3 separate regions of the Rattus norvegicus genome follow, and all the other regions are linked to region 1. The links are chromatin contacts, called in public Hi-C maps. All regions are on one chromosome and are shown on one strand. Each heading gives the region's core, a stretch centred on a gene start, on an enhancer-like site or on the middle of the called end of the contact. The rest is flanking DNA. Distances are from core to core; before and after follow the strand shown.

Region 1 (4,620 bases), core at 940-3,439:
TTTCTAGGCTTCAGGGGCTGCCTGCAACTATGCCGTGGACATAACGAAATTTTCTTTCTCTTATACTTCATAAACCCTCAGCTGGCCTTTCCTAGACACCTACTCGCAATTATTGCAATACTCATGATAACTGATTATTATTCTCCAAATTTCTAAAATGACCCAGGGCTTCAGCTTGGGTCTCAGGTCAGAAATACTTTAGAACTCAAATTGCCACCCCGAGAACTAAGTCTCCTGGGAAAAGAACAATAAGGAAGAAATCCCTACCTACATCGGAGTTGATGTCATTTTTTCTCCAAGCTCAAGGTGATCGCTTGCTTTGTGGCTGGCTGGTGGGGGAGGAGGGGCTGTGCGCTAGTTATCAGCATTTCTGAACCAGCTCTCTCAACCGCGACAGGTCAGCCAATCCCGGCAGTAAGCTTTTACTTGACAGGTTCGTTCTGGGCTGACAGCCATTGACTAGGTGCTCAGATAAGTCACTTGGCTGAGTCTACGGTAGGTGGGGCGCGCTCACCAGTTCAGGGGCAGTGACTGGAAGTTTGTTGCAACATCGGTAAGCCCAAGCAGCCAGCAGCAACAGGAGATACCCTTTTGCCCCACGAGTACAGATCTAGAAAGGGTTCACCTCATTAAGCGGAGATGCGTCAAACCCCCTAGGGCCCTGCCTTTTCTCCCACGGTTGGGAACGCGCGGTGTGGGCAGATCCAGAGCAGAAGTCTCGTGTCCCGGCCTTCTGGCTAGCTCTATGGGTTACAAGCGAAAGGGAGGAACAGCTTGGGGACTCTCAGCGTCAGCGTTCACAAACCGGCGGCGGCCAGCAGAGAGGGGTGGCGGGGGCACGTGCTTGGATGTGGCTGCTTGTGTAACCAGCTCCCCAGGCGCTTGGCCCCGACAGCGCTCCTGCGGACCGCTCGTGGGTGCTATTCTCCGCTCTGACTCCGAAGAGAGGGGTTCAGCTGCCTACACGGGGCATGGGGTCCCGGAAGATCATCTAATAGAGAAGAGGGGACCAAGCTCCTGCCTCAGGAGCACACAGATAGGGGAATGGGAATTTGGAAAGTTCCCCAACTAGGACCACACGTGACCTCCTCCTGAAAGTAGTTCCGACTGCGGCTCATGTATCCTTCCACCTAGCCTTTGAGCCCTCCCAGGCCTGCTCGCCCCGCCCACTCGCTGGCTGCAGCTTCCGACCGTCCCATACTCCACACCCGGGCTCAGTAACCGGGTCCTCGAACGTGCACCGTCCGACAGGGTCAGAACTTGGCCACCGCGATCCAATTCTGCCGGGTTTTCTTAGCGGCCACGAAGGGGGAGGGGCGGCTTATCTCCTAGAAGATGGAGCCTGACTGTGATCCGGTGGACCTACCGCTGCGGGGAGCTGCGGGGCTCTTCGCCGGGAGGTGGAGGGGTGTGTGTGAGGTGCACTCTATTCACGGAGATCCACTTTGTCTACCCAGGGGTGTCCTTTGGGCCCTGGAAACTCAGGGGCAGATGTCAATGTACACGCCCCGTATGCACAATCATCATGCTTGGCTGGGAGCGTTCATCTTTCGGGCAAATGAACCCAGCTGCCTGGGAAGCAAGAGGCGGGGCAGGGAACCGGAGCCCGATGAGGTGACCCACGCGGGAGACACAATAGGGGGTTGTTCTTTGTGCAAAGACTGACACCTTGAGGACACCGTGGGGGTGAGGTGCGCTGTCTAGGTAAAGACTTGCCGCCGACAAATCCTAGGAAGCACTGCAATCTGACCACAGCGCAGGGCAGGGCGTGCAAGCCGCTCGAAAGAAACACAGGGACCTACGCAGGAAGGGTGAACCTGGCCCTGAGGTTCCTAGGGTGCTGACCAACGCGGTCAGCTAGTCCGATCCACCTGTGAGCGGTCAGCGATCCTGCTCCGCGCACCCTCGCTCGGCCACAACCTGCCCTACCCTTTGCCGGGTCTCTGCGCTGAGGCCGAAGCCGGCGTAGCTCCAGGAGCGAGCCGCGGCCACACTGGGCATGCTCCGCGGCGCTCCCCGCCCCTGTCCCACCGACGCCCCGCCCCTCCCCGCCCCGCCCCTCCCCCGGCTCGGCGCCCGCCTCTCGCCTCCCTCCGGCTTCGGAGGCGCCCGGCTCTCCCGGCTGGGTGGCGGAGGGGGCGGGCTGGCCGGCGCACGGTGATGTGGCGGGACTCTTTGTGCACTGCGGCAGGATATGCGCTTGGGCGTCGGGACGCGGCTGCGCTCAGCTCTCTCCTCTCGGAAGCTGCAGCCATGATGGAAGTTTGAGAGTTGAGCCGCTGTGAGGCCAGGCCCGGCGCAGGCGAGGGAGATGAGAGACGGCGGCGGCCGCGGCCCAGAGCCCCTCTCAGCGCCTGTGAGCAGCCGCGGGGGCAGCGCCCTCGGGGAGCCGGCCGGGCGGCGGCGGCGGCAGCGGCGGCGGGCCTCGCCTCCTCGTCGTCTGTTCTAACCGGGCAGCCTCTGAGCAGCTTCGGAAAGAGACGGTGGAAGCCGTGGGCTCGGGCGGGAGCCGGCGCAGGCTCGGCGGCTGCACCTCCCGCTCCTGGAGCGGGGGGGAGAAGCGGCGGCGGCGGCCGCGGCTCCGGGGAGGGGGTCGGAGTCGCCTGTCACCATTGCCAGGGCTGGGAACGCCGGAGAGTTGCTCTCTCCCCTTCTCCTGCCTCCAACACGGCGGCGGCGGCGGCGGCACGTCCAGGGACCCGGGCCGGTGTTAAGCCTCCCGTCCGCCGCCGCCGCACCCCCCCTGGCCCGGGCTCCGGAGGCCGCCGGAGGAGGCAGCCGCTGCGAGGATTATCCGTCTTCTCCCCATTCCGCTGCTTCGGCTGCCAGGCCTCTGGCTGCTGAGGAGAAGCAGGCCCAGTCGCTGCAACCATCCAGCAGCCGCCGCAGCAGCCATTACCCGGCTGCGGTCCAGGGCCAAGCGGCAGCAGAGCGAGGGGCATCAGCGACCGCCAAGTCCAGAGCCATTTCCATCCTGCAGAAGAAGCCTCGCCACCAGCAGCTTCTGCCATCTCTCTCCTCCTTTTTCTTCAGCCACAGGCTCCCAGACATGACAGCCATCATCAAAGAGATCGTTAGCAGAAACAAAAGGAGATATCAAGAGGATGGATTCGACTTAGACTTGACCTGTATCCATTTCTGCGGCTGTTCCTCTTTGCTTTTCTGTCACTCTGATAACGTGGGAGTAGACGGATGCGAAAATTTTCTGTAGTTGGGGTGACTATAACGTTTAATACTGGTCGCGTTTCTAGATCGTGTATTTTCTGTCTCTTCCAGTGTATTCAACCTAGGGAGTGTTCGGCTAGACGGAACTCATGCCTGCTTGCAAGTGTCAAGGCACGGATTGGTTTCTTGTCGAGCTCTGTGGTTTGTTCTTAAAATCTATTGTCCGTTAATGCAGAGTACTGTACACTGGATTAGTCGGCTCGTCAATCGAGCCTTCTAAATGAACTAAAAAAAATAGACGCTGTGGTGTCGTGCATATTTCGATTAGATCGTGACTTAGGCCCTAGATCTAGGGTATAGATCAGATTAAAATGAAAGTCCGTGCAGCACGTAGGCATATTGCCTCAGAATCTTGCAGTGATTTTTTTTTTTTTTTTAGTTTCCTGGGTTGCATTGGAAGATTTTTCTAAAATGTGACTTGTGGACTGATTTGCATAACTTTATAAGCATGGTCATCTTCAGCCTAGACCGTGCACATTTGAGGGTAGAAGTAGGTTTGTGTGTTTAAACTGAGGTAATTACAACTTTGGAGCTGCATTTAGAAGTTTTGTAGTTTGAAATCAATAGTATTATTGGAGCTTTTAATAGAACTTTTTTAAATTAGACTTTCCTGATGGGGCGTGGGATAGGATATGAAATTTGCATTTCAGTAGTATGTTCATTCACTTGGCCTTGCCATACATGATAGAATGGAGATGGAGTAGTTTTTGATCCCAGATGATGGTGTCTGTGGGAGTTTAGGGATGCTGTGTCTGTATGGCAAATGACTGCAGAGGTTAAACTCAGCTCTCACGTGAGATTTAAGGAGTAGCATGAATTTGCTGCTTTTTTTTTTTTTTTTTTTTTGGTTTCAGGTGCTCTGACCCGTTGACTTATCTGTGTGTTTTACCCTGTTTTGTGTAGAACATCAAATATAATTTAGCCAGCTAATAGCCAGACATACTGGCAAGAATGGATCACCATCTCCAGACTGTAGGTATGCTAGCTCTCTGCATACAGTAATTTACTGAGTCAGCTTGTTGAATAAGAGAAACCCAAGAATTTTAACGGCGTAGAGTCGTGATCGTCTAAAAGTTAGGTCTTTGTACTTCAAAAGTTCGTGGTTTAAAGCATTTACCGTTGCAGTTTCAGGTATGGCAGGGGTAGGAAAGAGAGGCCTCCTCTTTTGCAGAGTGGGAAGTATTGACAGAAATTGAGAGGTTTTGGGAGGCCAGTGTGTCAGGTGTGTGAAAACACAAGTTGCAGGTCTGAAGAAACAGCCTTTAAATGATTGGGCCTTTTGTTACAACCCAAAATTTTGTTATGTGACAAGCATTGAAGTGAACAGTAAGTATTTAGTTAAAATTATGTAATTGCGTAATCAGTAATAAGATATTCTTTGCAAAAGGTATTTCT
Region 2 (4,620 bases), core at 1,229-3,728, 390 kb after region 1:
TGGGTTATTAATCCCTGTAAGAGTTTTCCACATTCAACAAAGTTTTGTTATTAAATCAGAGAACATTAAAAAATCACCACCACAGCATAAACCAACTTCTCCATGTTCCCTATAAATCTTTATCTTTATAAGTGAGTATAGCTCATGACCGTGCTATATATGAAATTTTGTTCACACAGGACATTTTTACACCTTCTCACATTTAAAAATACTGCACTTCCTCCATTATATTAGTTTGAAAGTACCCTTTGGAACATCTGGCCATAATTTCCCTCCTAGTGATCCAGTGATTCTCCATTTCTGCCATTTCCTGGGGACCCCAGTGTCACTTGATCCCTGGCTCTAGGCATGCCTGGTCCCCTCCTGGTGAATAAGCAGTTTACGTTCAGAGTGAGTTCACTAGAGTCTGCCGTATCGCAGGCAGGAAAAGGATTCCTGTTGGTCTCTGCTGGGAAAGTAGACCCCGCAAGACGGCAGTTTAGGAGGTTGGAGACGGCTGCCCCACCCCCGGGGGATGGAGCAAAGATTCAGCCGAGGGAGGCTTGTGAAGCAGATGAGCAGAATGAAAGATTTCCCTCGAGTCCCTGAGTCCATGCACGTTACTACTCATGATTTCTGTGAGCCACCCCAGAATTTTTTTATTTTTAATATTTTGCTTAAGCTAGCGCTGTTTCATTTTTATCGCTTACAAAAAGGAAAAAAAAAAGAACCCAAACTAATTACAGTAATGATAGCAATTTTGATCTTGCTGAACATTTGCTTTGTGTCAGGAACGCTGTTTCTACTTGAGTTCAAATCTCGTCTACTCAGTGAGCTAGCTTGAAAGCTTGCTAATTTTCCCAGGATACTTTGCCTTAGTGGTCTGGGGTTTGAATCCTGATCTGCCTGATGCTTCCGTCTCTGGTTTTAACTATTCCCTAATGTATCCGCCCAACGTAAGTATGTTGCTGTAGAAGTGGACTACGGAGAGGGAGAGCCAGCATGCTCCCCAAGAGGATGCCTTAAACAGGAAGACAGTCAAGAAAGAAGAAATTGTAAAGACAAGGTTTGCCTGCTCAGTGCTCTGTGGCATCTTCTTGGTGCCCAGCTCTTAATTGGTTATAGCACCTCCGAGGAGTCTCATCTTTTCTCTAACAGCAAGGAAAACCAGTGTTGAGTCCTGTTCCAGTCCATGTGTGTGCGAGGTGCGTGTGGTTTAAGAGGGTGACTTTACGAGGCTTCTCCTCTAGCCATCAGCAGTATCCTTTGCCTTGAGACAGTATACTTTCAGGCAGTTCAAACTCACGCCTGTCACTCACGCACAGGTTCGCTGTCTCTACAATGTCATTGGCTCTCATTCTGGGCCTGTCCTAATCCCGACCAATCAAGAACCACAGTTGCCTCTTTCAAGATCCCAGTAGCGTTTGATGATTCGCCCTAATAGCATCACACATTAAAACCAGAGTAGAGACTCACACCCCTGCCTCCCTCCATAGCTCAAAAGACTTAGCGAAGGCTTAATGGGGCACTGGATCTTGGAGGCTGTGAGATTTTTGTGTGCATCTAATTGAAAAAAATGTATGTTCATCTATCGTGATACAACACCTATTGGCAGCCATACTATTTTACAAGGCTGTTTCTTCCCATGTCTCCCTTTAAGGATGCCATGGTTTCAGGAATTGATGGGATTAGTTACACACTCGGAAAGGAGCCTAACATCAAGTAGTTATTTGCTGCTGCCAAGATGTGGGCTTGCCATTTTCCTTAGCTGCAGTACATCTTGTCGGGAGCATCCGCCCAGTACAGAGAAAGGAACCATGTTATGTGTTGATCAAAGGTGGCTAGCAAGAGCCGTGCATCTGTAGAACTTCTCTTTCCTCTGGATGGGTATATAGCAGTGACAGTTTTTGCTGCATCACAAAGATGTCTCAGGATAAAGAATAGAATTTCAGGAAACCCAGATAAAACTAGCCTCTGGGGGATTAACAACAAACAAAAACACACAGGCAAATGATCGGAGAGAAAGGCAGAGCTCTCAGCAGAAAGCTTTTTCTAAGGAAATGGCCACAATTTCCCTTTTACATAATTGCCATAAATGCACAGCCAAATTAAATGTGTCATAGATAAAATTACCAACCGAAGTACCACCCGGCTGTCTCCTGTGAGCTGAGAGTTTGCGAATGCAGTGTTCTCCGGCGAGCGTCGCAAATCCACATAATGTTCCCGAGTGCTAAATTTGGAGCTCTGATTTAGCTGACAGATGTTTAAAATCACATTGGATTGGACAACTCCCCGAGGAGGACACAGCTGCAGATGTGAAAGAGAACAAGCTAAGGGCTTTAGGAACAGCTTCTCTTCCCTATCAGCCTTCTTCGATGGGGCTCTGTGGGAGAAGGATCATTTCTGTGCTGAATTCACCAACCCCCAACCTCCTGTTGAACTGACGCTGAGATGAACGCAGAGGCTGCACACTGGACAAAGTGTAGGATGCTACACTTCACCTGAGCTGGTCACACGGGGGCTGTGGGCTCCTTGAAAACAGGCAGGTAGCCACCATACCTTGGAGCCTGGCTTGCTCCTTTGGTAACATCTTATGATCAGAAATGAATGTAATTCTGAAAATCGAGACTTCTGCATCAGTATTTAACTGGCAACCTCTTCTTGGGCAAGGTTGAAATGCTCTCCCCAATTCCCCACACTTAAATCTCCAACAGCGCTTCCTTCGTTTTTTGGAAAACAACAAAATTAAAATTATTCTAGGTTTCTGTTTTTTTTTTCTTCAAAAACACATATTTTAGGCCTGTGTCGAGACTCAGACTGAAATGGATTTGTTTTTAAAAAAAATGTCTGAGTATTTGATGTGGGAGACTAGTGACCTTTGGTATTTTGTATAAAAAAAATGTTTGATGTCTCAAATTTCCCTACTGAACTTGTATTGTTGCTGTTTTTTTTCTGTGATTTTTTTCCATGCTCTACCATCCCCCACATTCAAAACAAGCTCTTTAATTACTCAACAGAGCTCATCCTCACAGCCACCTCAGATGAATGTCACTCACATCATGATGTCGAGATTGAGTAAATCTAATTCAAACCAAAAAAATGTTTAAGACAGAGCCCAAGAGACACTGTCATTGTTGGGGGAATTTACACTGGGGTAACACCGTGTACACCAATACGTCACCCAGAATGCAAGTGTCTAACAGCATGACCCTCCGAGACTACAGAACTCCCTCACAGGAAGTAGGTGGCAGGGTCGGTAGGTATGATTCAGACCCTTTGTTCCTTGGGATGAACAGATACGATGTCAAATGGCTGACAGGCTGAGAACACAGCAAATCCAGGCAAAACCGATGAATCCCTGGAGCCTTGTCTATGTTCAGCCTGTGCAGCCAAAGCTAGCACTGGGGGCAAATGTGGAGTAAACAGGGAAAGAAGAAGCAAAGTGTAAACACCGGTAAGGGAAGCTCACACAGGGTCTTGTGCTACAAATTGTGAATGCCATACTTCGTGACTCACTGAAGGAAGCCCATTTTATGCCATGATTTAATCTATGATACACTATCTTTCAAACCACGGATCTACTCAATCTGTAGCAGAAAGTTAGACACTGCGTCTTTACCAGAGTTTGAATGGGAGAAGGGGAAAGATGATTAAACTCTCATGAGGATCTGTATGTTTTGCTTTATGACAACAAATACTTATTTTTTTCACTCTAAAAAATTTTGGTAAAATAATTGAACCACATGATAATCACAAAAGTAATTCTGTTGGCTAAGGACTCTGTGGAACATATGACTCATTAGGGAAGACCTTTGGCCACTGGAGTACAGGTTTCTGGGTCTCATAAATCAAAGTATGTCCATGAGGATAAAGTGGAACAAAAGATAGCAATAATATTTTGAGAAGGCGAGAAGAGGTTCGGGGTGCAAAAACGTTGTTAGTTTCTTGACAGGACAAAAAGGGTAGGGTATTAATGTCGTTTACTCACTGTAGTTTGTGGTGATTCCTGACATAGAGCCCTTTGTGTATCTTCAGAGGACTTTGTACAGTGCAGATAAATGCATAGGACTGTGGACTCTGGATCCATTAGATAAAGTATAATTCACGTGGTTGAAAGAACAACTTTTACAGTCAGCTTTAAACTGGAATCCATTACTCATGGGCTCTGATGTCTTTGATTTAGATACTTAACTTTTCTGAGCCTCAGCCTCCATGGTTGTATGAAGTAGATCATATATCATGTTCCTCTAACACTGTTGTGGGAAGTACACCAGGTGGTATGTGGAAAGTATGCAGCCTAGGTGTCATTTTATCAGTGTCTATGGCCATTACTGGGAGGTTTCTATATGAAATTCAACCGTGACTTAATGATGATGTTCCTGTGATGCCCCAGTCATAGCTGCCAGGTAAGGAAAGGGCTTAATAGCAACAATCCTATCCCGATTAGCTGACCAGAAAGCCACAATAGGACCTGCTTGATCATCTGTGTAGAGGTATTCCCACCTTGGGAATTTTAGGAAGCTCAGACATTATATAGGAAAGAGAGGCTCATCCCTTTACTGTAACTGGGGAGCTCTGATACAGTGATGAGCCCCCACTTTACCTTTGGGTTTCAGCAAGACAGAATGTTGAGCTCTACTG
Region 3 (4,620 bases), core at 1,294-3,793, 320 kb after region 1:
CTCTCTCTCCCCTTCTCCTTTCTCTCTTTCCTCTCTCCCTTCTCTCCTCTCTTTCTCTCCTCTCTCCCTTCTTTCCTCTCTCTCTACCCCTCCATCCTTTCTCTCCTCTTTCTCTCTCCCCCTCTCTCTCCCCATCTCTCCTTTCCCCCCCTCTTTCTCTCTCTCTCTTGAGATCGCACAATGGAAAATCCATTTATGGTATAACAAGGGCCTGGCCTTCTACAAGCCAAGGAAGGAACCATCACCAAAAAGTCATCCTACAAGCACCTTGGTCATGGGTGCCCAGATCCCAGGATGATGAGAAAATAAACTGCTGCTGTCCAAAGCATCAAGTCTGACATTGTGTTAAGGTAACCCACGTAATCGAGTCATACTATCTGGTTGATGTGATCACCAAGTCCACTTTACAGGTCAGAAAACAGAAGCTCAGAGAGATGACGTAACTGACTGGTGAAGTACTTCCAGCAAATGTCTCCCTAGGCCTGTGCTCTACTGGGGAGCACAGAGCTCTCTACTATCCTCACTTACTGTAGGTGTAGCTTTCAGGTTCTGAGCAGTCGGTGCAACCTCCAACCTATGGATGGCCGGAAGCTGAGAAAGTGCTCCTAGCTTTACATTGGGATTGGGGGGGAGCAAGAATTTAGCTCAGGAATGAAGCTTCTTCCGAGAACTGCCCAGTGACACAAGGTCAGCCACCTGGAGAAAAAGAACCCAAACGATGTGGGTTGTTCCCATATTTATATTTGCGACCGCAATAAATTCTTTATGGTGTATCTCCATTTGATGCAGATTTTATCGTGTCTCATGTCAGACACAAGGAAAATGCCTAGTTACATAATACATTTTTTAATATTAATAAAAAGCATAAAAGGCGTTTCTAAAGCATTTCTCAGTTTACCTCTCCTTGGTGATGTCAGCCTCTTCCCTGATACTCACCCACTGCGTCTGCCCTGGGGCAAATGACACCTCTGCAAAGAGTAGGCAGAAATGATGCCTGGGAAAGCTCTGACATAAAGGCTGGAAAAGCCCAGTGTTTCTATCTCAGTAAAGAGGGAGGCAGAGAGACATGCACACTCTGTCCTTTTAGGCCTTTTTTCTCCAGTCTCAGGGTAGAACCTCAGTTAGCAGGAGAGGGATGAATTCTTACATGTTGGAAACACTTCAAGGTCTTAAGAGAATATTGAGTCCGGTGAGTGGTCTGTCGCCCTCAGGGTAGGCTTGAGGAACCGAGGGCTCATATCATCAGCAGTTTTCAAGCCTGGCGCTGTTGTAATACACTCTACTTCACAGGGCTTGTCAGCTGCCCTGTCCCTTGTAAGATGTTAAGTCACTTCTCAGGCTGGGACTATACCCCCGCTGTTAAAATAAATGTCTCCAGAAAGTCAAATATCTCCTAGCAGCAAAGCTATGCTCCCTTCCTTCTCATAGGAACCAGCATCTGGTGAGACGGATAGCATTTGGCCCAATGTGGATCCACAGTGAACGGTACTATCAGTGAGAGAGGCCTCCTATCTCTTTCAGGGCTTTCACTTGGCAAGCAGAAAATCACAAAATGACAGTATGCCATGATGGTGGCGAGCAGAGGAGCTGGACGTGGACAGGGATGGAGGTCAGAGAGCGGTAACACTGCAGGATCTGTAAGCGGATGCCAAGACTCACAGACGTCAGTGAAGTCTCTGTCAGGCCAGAGGACCCTGCTGAAGGCACAGGGTGTCCTGGTTCTTACATTTGACTTCTACCTCACTTGTGAGAAACGTTGGGAACTCTAAACGACCCAAACAAGATGAAAGGATGCAGAAAAAAAAAAAACATTCAAGATGAGAGGACAGTGTTGAGGAACTGTAAACTGGCCCATCTAAAATTTTCCCTTTCCCAGCTCCCAGTCTGGTAATAGAAAACTGGGGTCTGTTCCACCAGTAATGGACAAAGTAAGACTATATTTTCCTTGTATATTCAAAGAAGATTGTGAGCCCCTGTGTGGCACATAATAGTAATAAGAATGGCAGGTATGTTGGAATTAGATGCTTCCCGGATGCTAAGAAGTATACCAGGCTATGGTATTTAACCTTCCAGGCAGCAGACCCATAGGACAACTGTTTCCAGTCACAGCCAGCCCGTCACTTATGAGAATCGTTTTACTGGTTCAAGTGATGGACCCTGTATACAAACCCAGGCAGAATGACTCCTGTCCCCGATTCTCTCATGCCTCTGCCCTGCTGCCTTCTTACAACGGGGTGCTTTGTGTCTGGGTCCCAAACCTATTCACTTATTTCTCTCGTGGTCCTGGTGGAAAAATCGTGCCATTCCATCTCTTGTCTGCCTCCGTGTTTAAGGAGACTTTCCAGCATTTAATTCCTACTGAGTACCGACTTCTTTTCTCTGGGGAGCTAAAATACTCTCAACAACAGAAAAAGAACTAAAGGGAGCATTTGTTGTAGTAAATTATTCATGGTAAAGAATTTGCTACACTCGGGGCAACAAAGACGCGTTTGTGTGTGGACTCCAAGGGTGGCATCTGGGTCATGCTGGGTACCATAAGCAGAGCGTTGAACAATGAACTTATCTCTCAGCCCCCTGAAGAGACTGATGGGACAATGCTTTGTAGACTGAGTTATTGACCACTCAGCTTTGCCAGGACCACTGCGCTCTGAAACAGGAAGGACTGGGCCTTTTCAGAGATAAAATCAATTACATTAAAATGAGTCTTTTTGTCATCGTCGTTGTTGTTCTTTCCCTGCCGTCGATTTCTCTTTGAAAACAGCCTGTGTTCTATTTACAGTGTCTTCATTACCAGGACCAGCCTTAGGAATCCACTTCCGGTCTGAGTGCACGAAACGCCAAGTTGGATATCCCAAGTGTGGTCCACGTAAGGTGGCCGAATCCTCAAAATTTCAGGGGAAAACCCAACAACGGCCCAGTATTAAAGAAGTCATGGTCATTGATACATTTAAGGGGCTAGAGAGACAACAACAACAACAACAACAACAACAACAACAACAACAACAACAACAACGTCATCTTCTGCATGAAGGGTAGCTGTGCCCGATTAAAAATGCCTGTGGAATTCTGACACCCTTACTCCAAAACAGCGGGTTCCTAGTTCTTCTTTTGAATCTGGGTTGGTCTGTTATAATTTGACCCAGAGAACACACGGTGAAAGCGATGCTATACCGGCTCTGAGTGTGCGAGCATGCGCAGCTTCCTTCTGTCTTGATTCAGGGGGACACTGACCTCCATGTTAGAAGGCTGATTACCTTCGGGTGGCAGTGCTGTGAGGAAAAGGAGCCATACCAGGGATTGTACTCTCTCTCTCTCTCTCTCTCTCTCTCTCTCTCTCTCTCTCTCTCTCTCTCTCTCTCTGTGCGTGTGTGCGCGCGCGCGTGCGCGCGTGCAAGGGAAAAAGAAGGGGGAAGGGGGAAGGGGACGGGAGAAAGAATTCAGCAAATGTGTTAAGGGAAGGAGGGATCCTCTACTCGCAAAAGTGGACCCTCTAGACCCAGCTGCTGAGCTAATACCTAAAAGACTTGAAGATAAATCACCCAGCTAAATCCTTTCAAAATTCCTAACCTACATTGTGCATTAAACGAGACATTGTTGCTTTCGGGTCTGGCTGATGTGGGCCATGATGTTGGGTACCTTCCCCAAATACTCTTCATCTTACTTTTTGAGTCGGGCTCTTGTTGAACCTGGAGCTCACCTTCAGCTAGACTGCCCGCCTGTACGGTGGGCATTCGGGATCTTCCTGTCTCCCGCTCCCCAATACTGAGATTACAGTCCTGGGCTACACCCAGCTTTTACACCGTACACGGGTCAAACCCATATTCTCAGGCTTACATGACAAGAACTTTACGAACGGAGACAACTCCCCCATCTTCGAATTTAAAAAATGTGTAGTTGTATGGATTCTTTGAAGAGCTCATATGCATGTGCAATATAACCTGATCACTCTACAGCTGCCCCCAACTGCCCCACCCCCAGGAGTGCCTATCACATCTCTCTCCCAACTTCACATTCTAGTCTTATATGTATTTATTTGTTTATTTATTTTAATTTAGTCAAATGAAGTGCTGCCTGAATTCCCTTGGGTATGGGGAACATAACAGTGGCTCCATTCCTAAAAAAAAGAGCCTACCCAGAAGTTCTCAACTGTCAATAGTTCTTTGCCAAGCCTGGCTCCTCCAGAACTCTTCCCCAATCCTTGCTAGAAAAAGTAACTGGCCTTACACAGACCTCGTGCCAGGAATTTTAGCTGTTGTGAGTTCACATGTACAACAGTCTTAATGTGTCTAGAGAACAGAATTTCACAGCATTTCTCCCTACCCTCTGACTCTTACATGCCTTCTGTCCCCTCTTGTGTGATGTTGAGCCTTGGGGGAAGGGGCTTGAAGTAGCTATCCGTCTACAGATGAACACTCATCCTGGTTTATTCTCAATTCTTAGGACCGTCACGTGTCTCTGCACTAATCACTATCAATTGTAATAAGAAGCTTCTCTGACTGGGTCAGAGACAGCACAAATCCATAGATAAAAAGCATATTTAGAAGGGAGTTTAACAGTTATGACCACTTAGAGAAATACCAATAGGTCTCCTTTAGAACCCATGACTTCCCTCGGTTTTGG

Evidence for each region. Hi-C and Micro-C count contacts between places; a contact is called where the count stands out from the background.
Region 2: a contact with region 1 is called in a Hi-C map of frontal cortex, with 2.1 times the contacts expected there. The contact joins the enhancer-like site here to the promoter of Pten in region 1. A contact is called at or near these places in 1 of 12 Hi-C or Micro-C datasets (frontal cortex) and 1 of 1 datasets of contacts at active chromatin or transcription factors (oligodendrocytes).
Region 3: a Hi-C map of Schwann cells shows a contact between it and region 1, with 6 times the contacts expected there. The contact joins the enhancer-like site here to the promoter of Pten in region 1. A contact is called at or near these places in 1 of 12 Hi-C or Micro-C datasets (Schwann cells) and 1 of 1 datasets of contacts at active chromatin or transcription factors (oligodendrocytes).

The regions. Positions count from the first base shown.
Region 1 is chr1:240,041,518-240,046,137 of GRCr8, forward strand. It overlaps Pten (phosphatase and tensin homolog), which reads left to right and starts at 2,190. Exons shown (of 9, transcript NM_031606.2): 1 at 2,190-3,128. The coding sequence starts at 3,050.
Region 2 is chr1:240,429,508-240,434,127 of GRCr8, forward strand. The region is part of intron 4 of LOC102548095 (a long non-coding RNA gene); the gene reads left to right. Among named protein-coding and RNA genes, the nearest start is that of Rnls, 290 kb to the right of the region's middle. Within about 2 kb of position 2,479, at least 30 of the 93 cell types and tissues checked have an H3K27ac peak or open chromatin away from gene starts, as enhancers often do.
Region 3 is chr1:240,360,093-240,364,712 of GRCr8, forward strand. No RefSeq gene overlaps it. Among named protein-coding and RNA genes, the nearest start is that of Pten, 320 kb to the left of the region's middle. Within about 2 kb of position 2,544, at least 3 of the 93 cell types and tissues checked have an H3K27ac peak or open chromatin away from gene starts, as enhancers often do. A contact at or near this core is called in Schwann cells, where this site is marked.